Regions from separate parts of the Drosophila melanogaster genome. Here region 2 is linked to region 1. A link is a contact called in public Hi-C data. All regions are on one chromosome and are shown on one strand. The core of a region is the stretch at or near the end of the contact, and the rest is flanking DNA. Distances in the headings are between cores, read along the strand shown. Region 1 holds the start of S6kII (Ribosomal protein S6 kinase II). Region 2 holds the start of lncRNA:CR44997 (long non-coding RNA:CR44997).

The links. A called contact is a pair of places that touch in the nucleus more often than the background predicts.
Region 2: a contact with region 1 is called in a Hi-C map of the Kc167 cell line, with 2.6 times the contacts expected there. The contact joins the promoter of lncRNA:CR44997 here to the promoter of S6kII in region 1. A contact is called at or near these places in 3 of 107 Hi-C or Micro-C datasets (the Kc167 cell line, the ML-DmBG3-c2 cell line and testis).

The regions. Positions count from the first base shown.
Region 1 is chrX:22,528,428-22,531,865 of dm6, reverse strand. S6kII (Ribosomal protein S6 kinase II) reads right to left here and starts at 1,902. Exons shown (of 2, transcript NM_001272850.1): 1 at 1-1,902. The coding sequence starts at 1,515. CG17600 reads right to left here. Exons shown (of 7, transcript NM_134625.3): 2 at 3,285-3,438; 3 at 2,654-3,124; 4 at 2,475-2,596.
Region 2 is chrX:22,655,419-22,658,856 of dm6, reverse strand. It overlaps lncRNA:CR44997 (long non-coding RNA:CR44997), which reads right to left and starts at 1,533. Exons shown (of 4, transcript NR_123990.1): 1 at 1,198-1,533.

The sequences.
Region 1 (3,438 bases), core at 653-3,152:
TGCGGAGATCGGGCCACCCGGAGAATCCCTGGGGGACTTTGAGGTGTACTCCACATCAAAGTAAAAGGCATCGTCACGGCTAACCGCCGGTATGAAAGGCGGACGCACCTGCTTTCGTTCTAATCTCACCCAGTCGATGGTGGCAAAAAAGCAGTGCGCCTTGATGTCCAGAATTCCTTGGGCACCCGCACCCAAACGATTCTGGGGGTTTCTTTTGAAGAGAGCACGTAGCAGGGATTGCGCCTCTGGCGACAAATTCTCCGGCATGCCCAGCTTACTTCTAAGGATCTGATTCATAGTCTCTTGGCGGGTTTGGCCATGAAAGGGTAAATTCCCCGTTAACATTTCGTACATGAGCACCCCGAAACTCCACCAATCAGCGGCAAAATCGTGTCCCTTTCGGTTCACGATCTCCGGCGCCATGTATTCTACGGTTCCACAAAAGCTATATGTTTTTGAGCCATCCAAAGGCTGCTTGGATAGACCAAAGTCCGTCAAGGCTATATGGCCATGCTCGTCCAGTAGAATATTTTCCGGTTTCAGATCCCTGTAGATAATGCCCAATGTGTGTAGGTGATTCATAGCTAGCGCCAGTTCCGCTAAATAGAACTTGACATCTTCTTCCGTAAACATTACTTCTTTGGATAGACGGGTAAACAGATCACCGCCACGAAGAAAATCCAGTATCAAGTAGAGTTTTCCGGGAGTTTGGAAGGCATAGTGAAGACGTACGATGAAAGCATGACCCACGTCCGCTAGTATTTTTCGTTCATTTGTGCTCCTTACGCGATCTTTTACTTTTAGGGTGGCCTTTTTGAGCACCTTCATGGCATAGAGTGTTCCTGCATCTTTGCCTATGATCTTTCGCACTAGAAACACCTTTCCAAAGCTACCTTCGCCCAGAACCCGTAGGAGCTCGAACTGGGAAGGATCGGCCTTGTCGTGACCCTCCTTGATGACTTCCTTAAGCTCGAATTCGTTTTCTGTTTCATATAGGGGCTCGGTGTCTTCTAAATCAGGTGCACTTCGCCCAGTAGCCCCTTCTCTCCTACCGCCAGTTTCCACGCCTCCCTGGGACTCGGAATCACTCAGCTCCATAAGTTCTGGCGGCGGGCACAAGGTTCGATGCGTCGGCCTTTTCCTAGCGGAATCCAAGTCTGCTGTTGGTGAGATGTGATGCTGCTCGAGGGCCGCTTGCAGAGCAGATTGCTGTTGCACCTGTTGCAGCTGCTGGCGGCGTTGCGATGATGTCACAGTGGTCACCGAGGAAGTGACACCGCTGTTGCCTCCGCCACTCTCATCGTCCTCGGTGGGCGTGTGCTCCATGGGCGTGACCGCCAGGCTGCTGCAGCCGGACGAGGTAATTTGCATGCGCTGGCGCAGCTGCAGACCCAATCCGCTGCTGCTGCATTGCTGCTCCGCATTGTTGCTGCTGCTGGTGGAGGACACATGCTGCTGCTGCTGCTGCTGCTGAGGCTGCTGGCGGAGATCCTTTTGCGAATCGGCCAGCGGCATGACTTCGGTGGCTGCTAGCGTTGTGAGGCAACTGCTCCTAGCGGTTCCTTTGTTTCCAGATCCTGATGCACAATGCTAGAGCCCGAGTTCCCCCTGCGTTTCCAACTCCTCCTGCTGCTCCTCCTCCACCGAACTCTCCCTACTTCCGATTTCACTTTTCTTTTTTATTACTTCCGCTGCGTGGGCGTCGCAGTCGACTGCGCTGTTGCCTCTCCGGATTTCTCTGGTTTCCCTGCTGCTCCTACGGCCAACAAGCAGCGCTTTCCTAATGCGCCCACGTTTCGTACGCCGTCTGCTTTACTATCCGCTTCGCAATCCGCACAGCTGTGTTGCTTCTTATCACTATTATTTACACATTCACAATAAAGTTTTTTTAGAGCTGCAAAAAAATCGATGTTACCATCGATTACATCGATAGTTTCAGTTTTCCGAAAACATCGATTTACTTTTTGCAGCCGATGTTTTTACTGTGCGTATTCAGCAAATTTTTGTTTACACTTTTAATACATTCTTTCGGTTTTAAAAGTCTATATAACTCAATTAAAAAAAAAAAAACATATAAATATAGTTTTATTTGAGAATGATTTGGCCCGTGTGACCGTGTCTAGCAATATACCAAACGCGAAAAATACCAATTCATTACGAAAACGTCGTCACGAAACAAGTTATCTTGTGTAAACCGTCTAAAAACCGTTATTATAAATTTCTATATCCCTTTTATATTGATTTCCGGAAACTTTGCTAAATAAATACAACGGTTTTGCAGACTTACTTACTTATATTAGCCGCAACATTCCAAATTCAATTGGTAAAAAACTAATGGATATCGTACAAGCGCTTTTAAAAACAATAAAAAAAAAAACATTGTGCTTATAGATTCAGTATTATTATTGCTTCAAAAGTGGACAACAACCACTTTTCATATATAAAAGTAGGAGTAGTAGGAGTAGCTTACTTACTTAGTGCAAATCTGAAGGGCGCAACGATAGACGGATACAATACTGACCACAAAATGAAGAAACAGGGCAAAAATTAGGCCGCAGGCAGCGGAAACCTCGCTGTTGGTATCGATCAAGTCGAACTAGAATGGATGAAACCATTAAAAAAACATGCCTCAATGCGAAGAGCCCGGCTTTACCTGTTCACCCTTTTGCTCCGCCATCCTGTTGAGGTCCCTTGACAATCCCACGCCGGAAATAGCCAGAGCCAGGGTGCTGCTGGCGATGCAGACCAAACTGAGGGCCAAAAACGCTGTCTGGGTTTTGCGCATGCTCACCACTCCAAGGGAGCCCGTAACGGCTGCTATCAATCCCGTCCAGATGCCGCATCCCGCCAGTGAGAGCGCTGCCTCTCGGACGATCAGAAGTGATCCCAGGGCCACCAGCGATATGGCCAGGAGCAACTGGAGAGTGCCCAACACTATTTGCAGTGGAAATGCCGAGCAGCATTCATTGCTCGCCTTGCGCTTGCGCCGATCTTTCGAGGAAAGCGATGAGCCACTGCCTCCACCCTCGCTGCCCTCCTTGTACTTAATAAATTCCGGTGGACAGCGCTGTTTACGACTGATCCTGGAGTCCAAAGTGGTGGCCCCACTCTTAGTGCCATTCACCTGCACAGAAGAAAAAATGTGTTTGGTACAATATTCGATTGTCTGAGGATTAATGAGAGCAAGGCAGTACAGAAATGGACAATTAAAGATTCTCTAGCCCTATTAGGTGATTCAACTGATACAAATTGATTAATTTTGGTTGACTTTTTGTAGGACCTACCTGGTTTGGTTGCCGCGAAGCAATAGCTTCCTGCAGCTGTTGTTTGAACTCTTGGTGCGAAATAAGATTGGGCTTATTATCGTCATCATTGTTTGCCTGGGATTTTTGGGCATCCAAGTCTAGGGCGGCGGATAGGAGTTTCACCGCCGGCGGC
Region 2 (3,438 bases), core at 284-2,783, 130 kb before region 1:
GTTCAACACACATCCGTACACTTCTTAACTTAGGACAAGCATTCTAAATAATATTTAATATCAAAATAACGCATCTCAACGGCACATATGTTTCGTTAGACATCCAAATTTAATTTAACCAAATAATTAACGCGTTTAATACAGAATTTGCAAAAAAAGACTGCAAAGTTATATACTGTATGTCCTTAAATGCCAAGTCCAGTATAAGCTTTATAAAAAGTTACACCAAAAATGGCATGAAGGGCACTACGATAATTCACTTGCAATCATATGCATACAAAATTTTTGTTAAGTCGATGCAGTTTTATAAATTATTGGCCGAATAAAGCTACAATATCCCCTCAAAGATTACACAAATAAATAAATACTAGCAATATATATGAAATGCAACGTATAATAACGCTGTTATTAATTCATGATTAAATACATTCTATTTACAAGAAAGAGAAAAAAAGGTATCACATATTTTCCATACACAAACAGATTTTTCTTGAAATATCAGTTAGGCACAGCAAACTGCAACACTAAGCCCAAAAAATGTACATATTTGCTGCGGTTTTTGTTAAAGCCTTTAATGTCCGAATTCAATTTAATGGGTAAAGTTTGTTATTGTGAACTATAAAAAAATATTTTAATTATAAATTGATTGTACGCATTTTATTAAATGGAAAATTCTGTTTATTTTAAATAATTTAGTAGCCTTTTAGGTGGTTCGGTTTATAGAGGGAGACAATACATGTGTAGAGAAGAGCACTTAGTTTGGAGGATTAGGAAATTATTGTTTAAGTTCTTTAGACTTTAAAAAGTCAACGGGTTAAAGTGGCACATGTGTTGGCGCTATGGAAGCTGTACCCCGCAAATCTGGCAATTACTTAATAGGATTCATTAATTTGAAAGTACAGCTCGCTGAACGTATTGAAGGTTGCGAAGTTCAGTGCATTTATTTATCAATGATTCTCTTACGTGCTGACTATTGAAAATATGTGATTTAAAAAAATCGCCCTTTTCGGGCATTTGTTTCATCATTTCCCGCCCACTCCGCTCGTCGTCAATCAATCAATTTGCCGCTGTCATAACAACTGTGCATCAGCAAAAAGTTGGCCCTCTTTTTCACAAAATTCCCCGAAAACCTCGAGCTGTGGTTACTGCGGTTCCGCTTCTGGGGTTACGGTGTATATCTTATATATTGGGACTCACCCGAGAAAACTGGTACGTGTGTTGTATTTTGAGGGCTGCACTTTCTGTTTCCGAATTTGCACTCACACATTGAACTCCAACAAAATATAGCCAAAACAGTGCGCTACACCCGCACAAAGCACTCAAAAAATAATTCAACACTCGCGGGACGTCACAGAAACTGATACTTTTATGATATATTTTTCGAATAATTTCACTTTTGATTTTCGAGTGGAGTTTGGTGAACGATAGCTCCTCATACATACACTTCTTAGCACTCGCCAAAGCTCTACAATGTCTGACGTGCGAAATTCGAGCGTCGCCTGTCCGCTGGACCGGAGCAGTTGGAAAACGCGCAAAGACTGAAATTCGGCGTTGGCCGTCAGCTGCCGGCAACTGCATCCCGTCGCTCGGCTTTTTCCCGACTTTCCCGAGGCGAGGCGGCACGAGCGGCCACGAACTGCAGCCGAGCATCTCAGCAGCATCCACGAAGCGGCTTGTTGCCGCAACATATCAACGGCATTCGACGACGCGGTGTTGTCGTTGTCAAGGGTGCCCCTCGTTCTTGTACTGACACTACCGCCACCGCTAGGAAAATTCCCGCAGCGGGGGCAGCCGCTTTCCCATTTCCACGTCGTGCTATTTTTGTTAACGCCGCCGATGCCGCCGCTGGCTCACGTGTGCGTTAGGTCAGTGACGCTTCGCATGGCATCGTCTCGATGTTCAATTTATTTTCACGCTGCGGCTGCACTGCGAATAATCAGAAATCCCGATTAATGAGGCAAATTTCTGGCGAACGTTAATTATTTTCCATTTTAAAATCAGTTCCTTTATGCTAATTCAAGGTTGGGCAATAGCTGTTTGGTCCCAAGATATGGGAGTAACTAACTAACTTTTCAGAAATCTGCATAACTTCAAAACAAGATCAATAAATAATGAATGAGCCATTACAGTGGGCTTACTTACAGTGGGACAAAAAGCGTGAAAGTTGCTGGACCAAATAATACCGATTAATTTATTTCAGTAGACTTTTCCGTTTGTTTTCAGCTTGCGGCTTGCATTTATTGCTAACAGATGACACAGTGGGTCCATCCGGGGAGATCTTCAATGTGTCAAAATTGTTAATGCAAGAGGCGGCAAGCGGTGCCAATATAAATAAATGAACTCAGAAAAGCTTATGAAGGCAGGAAATATCTAGCATTGGCATTTTCAATTATTTATTTTCTCGTTGTAGACAAAACTTATAACACATAGTGTGTTGAAAAATAGAACATTTTTATACACCATTGCAGTCATAAGTATCAATCTGATAAATATTTGGTATGTTATTTACAAATTTTATGTTAGTAAATGTTCAAATGTCTTATGTTCAAGTAATGAAACAATATGTAATGGCAGAGTTTAAGACCATGATTTATTATTTCAAATCAAAATAATTTTACTAAACTTCCAATAAAGTTAAATAACAATCCTATTGCACCTTTATTTAAACTGTCTGTTGGCTAACTTATAAGAAATCATAAGATAAAACCAAGAGAGCTTGATACAGTCGAGTTCTCTGACTATCAAATACCCCGCGGAATAATATTTGAAAAAATTAAAATATTGTTCAATAGTGTGGGCGTGGCAGTTTTGGGCGGTTTGTGGGCGTCAGAATGGGAGTGGCAAAATTTGAAACAAACTACGCTGCGGCTATGTCTCAGGAAGCTGCAAGCGTTCAACATTCTATCTTCTACAGTTCCTGCATTCGAGACGTTCATACGGACAGACGGACTGTTGTTAATCCTGATCAAAAATATATATACTTTATATGGTAGAAAATGCTTCTTTCTGCATGTTACACATTTTTCAGAAATCTAGTATATCCTTTCCCACTGCAAGTAACGGGTATAATAATAATAATAATCCACTTATCGATATTAATTAATATTAAAAAAGGTTGTGTTTTTGAATTATCAGTTTTTAATTGTAGTATGGCCTAAATTTTAGAATTTCCAATTCAATGGCTCATTAAAGATATTTGTTAGCTGTGAATTTAAGCAAAATATTAATCTATATGAAAGTAAATATCCCAAAGAGTTTTATAATATAGAAGGCAACAATTCGATTTAAGCGATATATATGTAAGTGATAAAAAAGCATATTCTTCATTAGACTTTCAAGCCCTGTTAAGCTAATCCATTCAATATTGCCAAAAATTTATTGCTACATAGTTTTCAAGTTTACTTTGTGTATTGAAATTATCGTCTAATTAGTTTATTT